Linked DNA regions of Drosophila melanogaster: region 1 is linked to region 2. Evidence: chromatin contacts called from public ChIA-PET data. All regions are on one chromosome and are shown on one strand. The core of a region is the stretch at or near the end of the contact, and the rest is flanking DNA. Distances in the headings are between cores, read along the strand shown. Region 1 has its middle 43 kb from the start of lncRNA:CR40341. Region 2 has its middle 13 kb from the start of CG10651.

Region 1 (3,563 bases), core at 873-3,372, 56 kb before region 2:
CTGGATGACAAGCAGGCGTTCGACAGAGTGTGGACTCCTCTACAAACTCAAATCCAACCTTCCCAGTTCCCACTATGCCATACTCAAATCGTATACTGAAGGAAGAGAGTTCCAAGTGCGATGCGGTTCCTCAACCAGCACGACAAGGCCCATACGAGCCGGAGAACCTCAAGGCAGCGTCCTCGGTCCCATCCTCTACACCCTGTTTTCAACAGACCTTCCTAGCATACCCTCCCGTTACCCCACAGCAGCGACCTATGAAGATGACACGGCGTTCCTTGCCACTGCAACAAACCCTCAACGAGCATCAGCCATCATCCAGAGGCAACTGGATCCATGGCTGAAACGCTGAAACATCGTGGTCAACGCTGAAAAATCCTCACACACAACCTTCTCTCTGCGCAGAGGAGAATGCCTCCCGGTCACACTCGACGGCGACACCATCCCTACCACCAGCACCCCCAATTACTTAGGGCTAACCCTGGACAGAAGGCTGACTTGGGGCCCTCACATCAACAGGAAGCGTATCCAGGCCAACATACGCCTTAAGCAACTTCACTGGCTCATCGGAAAAAAGTCCAAACTGCGAGAGAAGACTATAGTCTCCAACGCCCATCCCTACCACGAAATTCCGCCATCCACGAGGAGCTCGGAATTCCATGGGTAGATGACGAGATCTACAGACACAGTGTGAGATATGCTAGCAGACTGGAGAACCACCCCAACCACCTGGCCATCAACATTCTGGATAATAGCCAATCCCTAAGACGCCTGCAGAAAACGCACCCGCTTGACCTTACTCAACACTAATAATTATACTTAACCCCTACCCAAGTACATTCCAAGTACTCCCCTTACGTTAATGTTTCCCCCCCATAAAATTTAATTATTGTCCAATAGGACAGATTTTAAGTAATAAATAAAAAAACTAGCTAACACTTGCTAACATTAGCAAATAAATGGCTGCTGCTAATGATTTAATTATATTAGTACCCCTGTCTGCTACAAATTTAATGTTTTCCATTTTTTTTATATCGAACTCGTTCAGAAGGGACTTTAGCTTCTTGCGTACATTTGCTGCAGTTGATCTTTGGAAATCCATTGATTTAAGACCCAAGATTAGGCTTACCATTTGAAAATCCTTTTCGAAATGCATCGTTACTCCATATAATCGTTACTTTTATATAATTGTCGGTCCATAAATCCATAGTCAGTGATGCTCCCCCTCGACTTACAACTTCCTTCAACTCAGTGCCAAGATCTGGCTTTTTCTCTTCAGCTTCTTTTTGGCATTTTCAAGCGATACTTGTAGGGTTTGGAATCAGCTCGTCGATGTCCACTAGTTCTCCATAGGTAGAACCAATTTTTATAAAAAATTTGACCATTGACTTAAATCCGGATCCAGTCACAGCCGAAAACGGGGGGCAGGCCCCAACAGTCCACTTCGAAACCGCATTCAACGCCTCCTTTTTGTCTGGAGTAGACACAATCCGCAGGGCAGTTGGTTGCTTAACAGATTGACAACATTTGTGCCTGGCTAAATTTGAAGTTTGATTGTCAACATATTTTAGGATTTTTCGACATGAAAATGAACCAAGTCATTTAAAATTGATCCATCATCTGTAATAATCCCGCTTAAGACATTCCAGACGAAACGAAAACGAAAGGAATGTGCCAAAATTCCTCGCGTGAAAGAGACAGAGTACATTTTTGAGTGTGTCTTATTCCGTCGCACATGTGTTATTATGCCAGTATACTTGTAGTGCTCAACTCAGGCACCGGTGCCGATCTCTATTACAAACGCACAGTATAAATCTGCACATGCAGACAAGCACCCCGTTGTGCGAGCACCCGAATCAATACGGTACTCTACGTCGCGGGCGCCGATCATACTCGCTACTCGTAACGAAGAATAGAGAAGGCAAACAGTCAGAAGAAGCCAAATGCCTTAAAAGAGATGAGTAACAAAAACACTTATGGCTTTACCGTTAAACACATGGGTGTTTGCAAAAATACTCGGGTGGTATCGTAGATACTCGAGTCAAAGACAAGATCCGTAACTCCCATACGTTTTATTTGCGTTTCTTTCGGCGTGGCTCTAGAGGTCGCCCCAGGCATTCTCGAACTTTTGTTCAAGAGCGAGAGAGCGGAGAGAGCTCATGCAGTGTAAATTTCACAAAATATGCTCTTCATCTTAGAAGTTCTTACACTTTAAATCTATGTATATTATTTTTGATCAATTCGCACCATGTAAATAATTCTTGTTTTGCATTGCTCTAACGTTATTATTATTTAAATATAGCTTAGAAATAATGTCACGTAATAAATTTCAAAAATGACTTTATATAAGAATATTTGTCTTTAGAGTATTCAGCTTGCGATATGTGAAAAATAAATAAGCCAATGATTGTTGAGTTCTTGTGTCTTTGGTCGAGTGTCTCGGCTGTTGATTGGGCCTTTTTTGTTTTTTACTATGCACTTACTAGCGTGTTAGGATTCAGTATGATTTGGAAGCAAAAGGAAAAGGTCAAAATAATGGCAGAAACGGCCGATTTCGTTAAAAATAAAATTAACAATGGAACTTACTCCGTTGCCAATAAACATAAAGGAAAAAGTGTTATTTGTAGCACTTTATGTGACCTAGCAGGACGATGAAACTGTTCTAGACGGATGGGTGTTCTGCAGCCAATGCCAGAAAGTGCTCAAATTTTTACACAAAAACACCTCCAATTTATCCCGCCATAAATGTTGTCATATATTAAGACGACCAACGGAATTAAAAATTGTCTCAGAAAGCGACAAGAAATAAATAAGAAAAGAAGCTATTGAAAAATGCACGAAGATTGTCGTCCGTTTTCTGCAGTAACCGGGGCAGGATTTAAAAATTTGGTAAAGTTTTTCCTAAAAATCGGCGCAGTTTATGGGGACCAGATAGACGTCGATGACTTACTACCTGATCCAACAACATTAAGTCGGAAGGCCAAATCGGATGCAGAAGAGAAGAGGAGTCTAATCTCGTCCGGGATAAAAACAGCTGTGGATAGCGGAGGAGCAAGTGCGACCGTCAACATGTGGACTGACGAGCATGTCCAAAGAAACTTTTTGGCCATCACTTTTCATTACGGAAAAGAATTTAAACTTTGTGACATGATTTTGGGACTAAAATCAATTAATTTTCAAAAATCGACTGCCAAAAACATTTTAATGAAAATTAAAGGTTTATTTTCGGAATTTAATGTTGAGAACATTGACAATGTTAAGTTTGTGACTGACAGGGGAGCAAATATAAAAAAGGCACAAGCCGTTTGAATTGTAGCAGTCAGCTGTTGTCAAATTTTTGGAAAAATCTTTTGACGAGGCCAATGAAAAAAAAATCAAAAAAAATTTTTAAAGCATGCAAAAAAATCGTAAAGTATCGTAAGTAAAAATCTTTTGACGAGGCCAATGAAAAAAAAATCAAAAAAAATTTTTAAAGCATGCAAAAAAATCGTAAAGTATTTGCAGCATAGTTTAGAAACAACTTTGAAAAGTGCATGCCCGACTAGATGGAAATCAAACAACAA
Region 2 (3,759 bases), core at 125-2,624:
CCTGAAAGGGATCCAACAATGCTAATAAGATGGGGGGAAAAATGCCAATTTACAGAAGATTTTGTGGCGAGCACTTTATCACTGTTTTTATGCCAAGATCATTTCTCCCCAGTTGATATTGGGGTTAAATATTTGAAGAAAGGGGCAATTCCAGATCGCAATCTTATAAAATATAAAAGTTGCAATAATGCCGATATTAATTTAAATGCTGTAAGATCACCTCCACGAAAAAGACACCGCTCACAGTCCCCTGTTGAAGTTTGTCGGCAGTGCCATAAAAACCCGAAAACATTAAAAGTGTTTCAAAAAAAATATTTCCGTTTTAAAAAATTGTCAGATGAGAGACAAATTAGAATTAAAATGCTGAGGAAAGAAAACTCAAATCTAAAAAGAAAATTAGTTAGGTTGGAATCCAAGACCGAAAAAAACATATATTCTGAAATAGATAAAATTAATTTAACGGGAAATGAAAATGCTTCTTAAGGAAAAAAAGGGCACAAATACAGGATGGAATGATTGCGAAAAATTGTTTGCTCAGAGCATATATTACAGGTCCACTTCGACATATTCTTAAGAGACTCGCTGAAATTAAATTTTCCAAGTCCATCATCTTTGCAAAAGTGGAACAGCATCACAAAATTACAGCCAGGAGACAACGAATGTTTGTACTCAGCCCTTAAAGAATCTATTAAAGAAATGAATGCATCTGATAAAGAAGATCTCTTTAAGGATCACACAGACTTTTTCTTTTTAACTAGTAGAGTTAATCCCTGGTTAATCCTCCTGAAAATATATTTGCGTGCGTTCGAGCAAAAGGTGGTACTTGCAGAAATCCTTCAGTTAACGAATTTAATATAATAATTGCCAAGCTCATATCTCTACACATTTTTAAATTTTCACAAAAGTCGAATTGCGAGTCAGATGATGATGTTATGTGGCCAATAAAGTTCGATTCGATAATATATCAGCCTTTCGTTGAAAAAAAAAAGAAATGCAGCAACAAGAATACTCTGTATCATTTTCCAAATTCGTGCAAGACAATGAGAGGTACTTTGACCAAAATATAGATAACTTTTTGTGCAATGATGTACCCATTGAATTAACTTCCAGTAGATATTTTGTTGGATATATTGCTAAGGGATCCAGTTGCGATAAATGCAGATCGGTAATTTTAAAAGAAACCGAGCAATTAACAGCTCCATCAGAGCATTTTATACATGAGAAAAACTACTCAATAGACTCGGATTTCAGGAAATTAAAGGCACCATCTGATTTATTTAGTCCATATGACTTCGCTGCTGACTACTAAATACCGACTGGCTAATGCACGGCAGACGCGCGCTTTATATAGGCCCCGACTGGGATTAGTGTGCCCGTCTCCTGTGTGGCATTTGCCTGTATTAGTGTGGCCAGCCAGCTTGGTCGAGTGTGACCCTCCGACCGTGCATGTTGGCGCACGCGCTTAAATATTTAAATTTAAATCGCATCCTTTGTATTATTTCATCTTATCTCTTTCTCATTCATATTCTTCAGTTAGTTCTATTCCTAATTTCATATTTATATGTATATCATATGTTATTTATATTCATATTTAATTCATTATTCGTCGCTTAATTCAACTTTTCCCTCCTCATGTTTCATCATTATATTTTAATGTGCGCGGTACGTGTCACAAACCTAAATGTGTCCTTCATCTTACATATTATTGATTTTAATAATTATTAATTTCTTATCTGATTCTCCTCATATATAGTCACACATGTGCATTTCTTATAGGGCATTACAAGTTTAGACAACCGCCACCAATAAATGACAAAGACCACAGAGTTGAAATAAAATTGTCCAAAACTTTAGCCCAGGGGCACGATGAAAATCAACATGAGCAAAACAGAAAAATACACGCAAATAAAACATGGGGAAATTCCAGAGAGAGTAAAAGTTTCAACTGCAGTTGCAGCATCGAGTGCAGCCAGCACACTTTAATTTGAATCGAAATAAAATTTAAAAGAAGAAAACACATAAACTGCGTAAACAAGTGGGTAAAAACGGCGAAGGAAGTAGTAAAAGTTGCGAATAAAAACTGGTAACGCGAAAAGTGAAACTGGCTACGGTGGAAAGTTCCAGCTAGTTGTTGATGTTCTTGCTGTTGACGCTTATGGGCGACGCAATGGCGACACAAAGTTCAAGGTCGGGCCAAGAGAGTGGTGCCACAGAGTCTAAGTTCTATGATGGAGCCTCTTCGGTGGCGTCCTTAAAATCCAATAATTGGCCAATGTTCTTGGCCCAATGTTCCGCGCTGGCTAATGAGAATCCTTCGAAATTTTTCTCGCTGATTTGATTAATGGCGGTGGTCTATCCAATAAGTGTCAATTACTGAGGACGTTTAGGCAACTGGCAACAGCACACACTTTGCTGTTTTTTCCTTACCACATCACAGTGCCTCCTTCAATTACCTTGTTGTTGCTGTAATTTCGCTGGTAACGACATCTGACAGGGATAACACGCCTCAAAGCCCAAGACTTTAAATAAATTTCTAGTCAATTCTGTTGTCGGTTGTCTGCTGTCTGGCGTATTTTTATCATGCCAATGACGTACAACAAATCCCCTCAATTCTAGAGGTGGGGTAGCCATTCGGTGTAACTTTGGGATTTATCTCAGGGGGACTTGCTATTTTTATATGCGAAATAATGAGTTCTTTTACCTTAAATTTAAAGATTGGCTGTCTTAAGTATTCTCAATTTACTGAGAAACTGTTATAAGGAGTGGAGCTATATGTACTCTTTCATAGAGCAATACCCAAATTAAGAGGGTTGAACAATTCGATTTATTGGATTTATAGGTGTGTTCCGCGTGTCCTTTTTCCTAGCAAGTATATTAATGTCAGAAAATCAAATAAATGACATTTGTCGACTTCCTATTCATCATAATTAGTTGATATCCAAATGGGAAGTGGCACTCGAAGCTCAAGGTCACTGCGGCCACCTGACTTTCGTTGATTGCCCTCCAATCACCATAAACCAACAACCAGCAGGCGGTATAATATCCATCATTATGGCAGGGCCACCGCCATCCCTCAACATTATTAGGCCAAAATGTATGCATTATGTTTTAGTATGTATTTTCATTACCGCCGCGCGCTTAATGATTAATATTTTATGCACTCTTCCTTTTCGCAAAGGACCTCCATCCACCCTAACCTTCCACCAAAGGGCGTTGGGGGGGGGGGGTGCAGACGTCTCACCGGCACAATGGAGCAGACAGGAAGCTAGCGACAGACAAGTCGTGGAAGGCACTGGAAAGGAGGTGGGGGACTTTCCCTTCGTCTCAGCCCCTCCTGCACCTGGTCAACCCCACTAAGCGGGGTCTTCAAAGCGCCAGTGAGGCACAGACAAACACACGTTAAATTCAAAGTGGAGAGCCTCGACACCGAGGTTCCGTGGACTACAAAGTAAAAGAGTTAACAAAAACTCGGGTGGAATAGTCTGACCTTTAGATAATTACTTGCTAGAACGGTCCTTAGAAATAAAATGCTATTCAATCATAAGTGTATGTGAAAATGACACCAAATGCAATATACCCCTACAAATTACAGGTACCCTCTGAAATAAAACAAAGGAATCAGGAGAAGAATGGGAAAACGACATAAGAAGAGCGATGAGGAAATTGCGAGAGACGTGTAAGAAATTATAACAAGAAACATTTATTTTTATTAAAGCCAGGACATGGCAGGTGGTCATGGCGAGAGGCGGCGAGGGGCAG

What was found. ChIA-PET counts read pairs in DNA pulled down with a chosen protein or histone mark.
Region 1: a contact with region 2 is called in an RNA polymerase II ChIA-PET map of the Kc167 cell line, with 8 times the contacts expected there. The contact joins two enhancer-like sites.

Annotation. Positions count from the first base shown.
Region 1 is chr2L:20,203,545-20,207,107 of dm6, reverse strand. No RefSeq gene overlaps it. Among named protein-coding and RNA genes, the nearest start is that of lncRNA:CR40341, 43 kb to the left of the region's middle. Within about 2 kb of position 2,122, at least 28 of the 39 cell types and tissues checked have an H3K27ac peak or open chromatin away from gene starts, as enhancers often do. A contact at or near this core is called in the Kc167 cell line, where this site is marked.
Region 2 is chr2L:20,146,171-20,149,929 of dm6, reverse strand. No RefSeq gene overlaps it. Among named protein-coding and RNA genes, the nearest start is that of CG10651, 13 kb to the right of the region's middle. Within about 2 kb of position 1,374, at least 36 of the 39 cell types and tissues checked have an H3K27ac peak or open chromatin away from gene starts, as enhancers often do. A contact at or near this core is called in the Kc167 cell line, where this site is marked.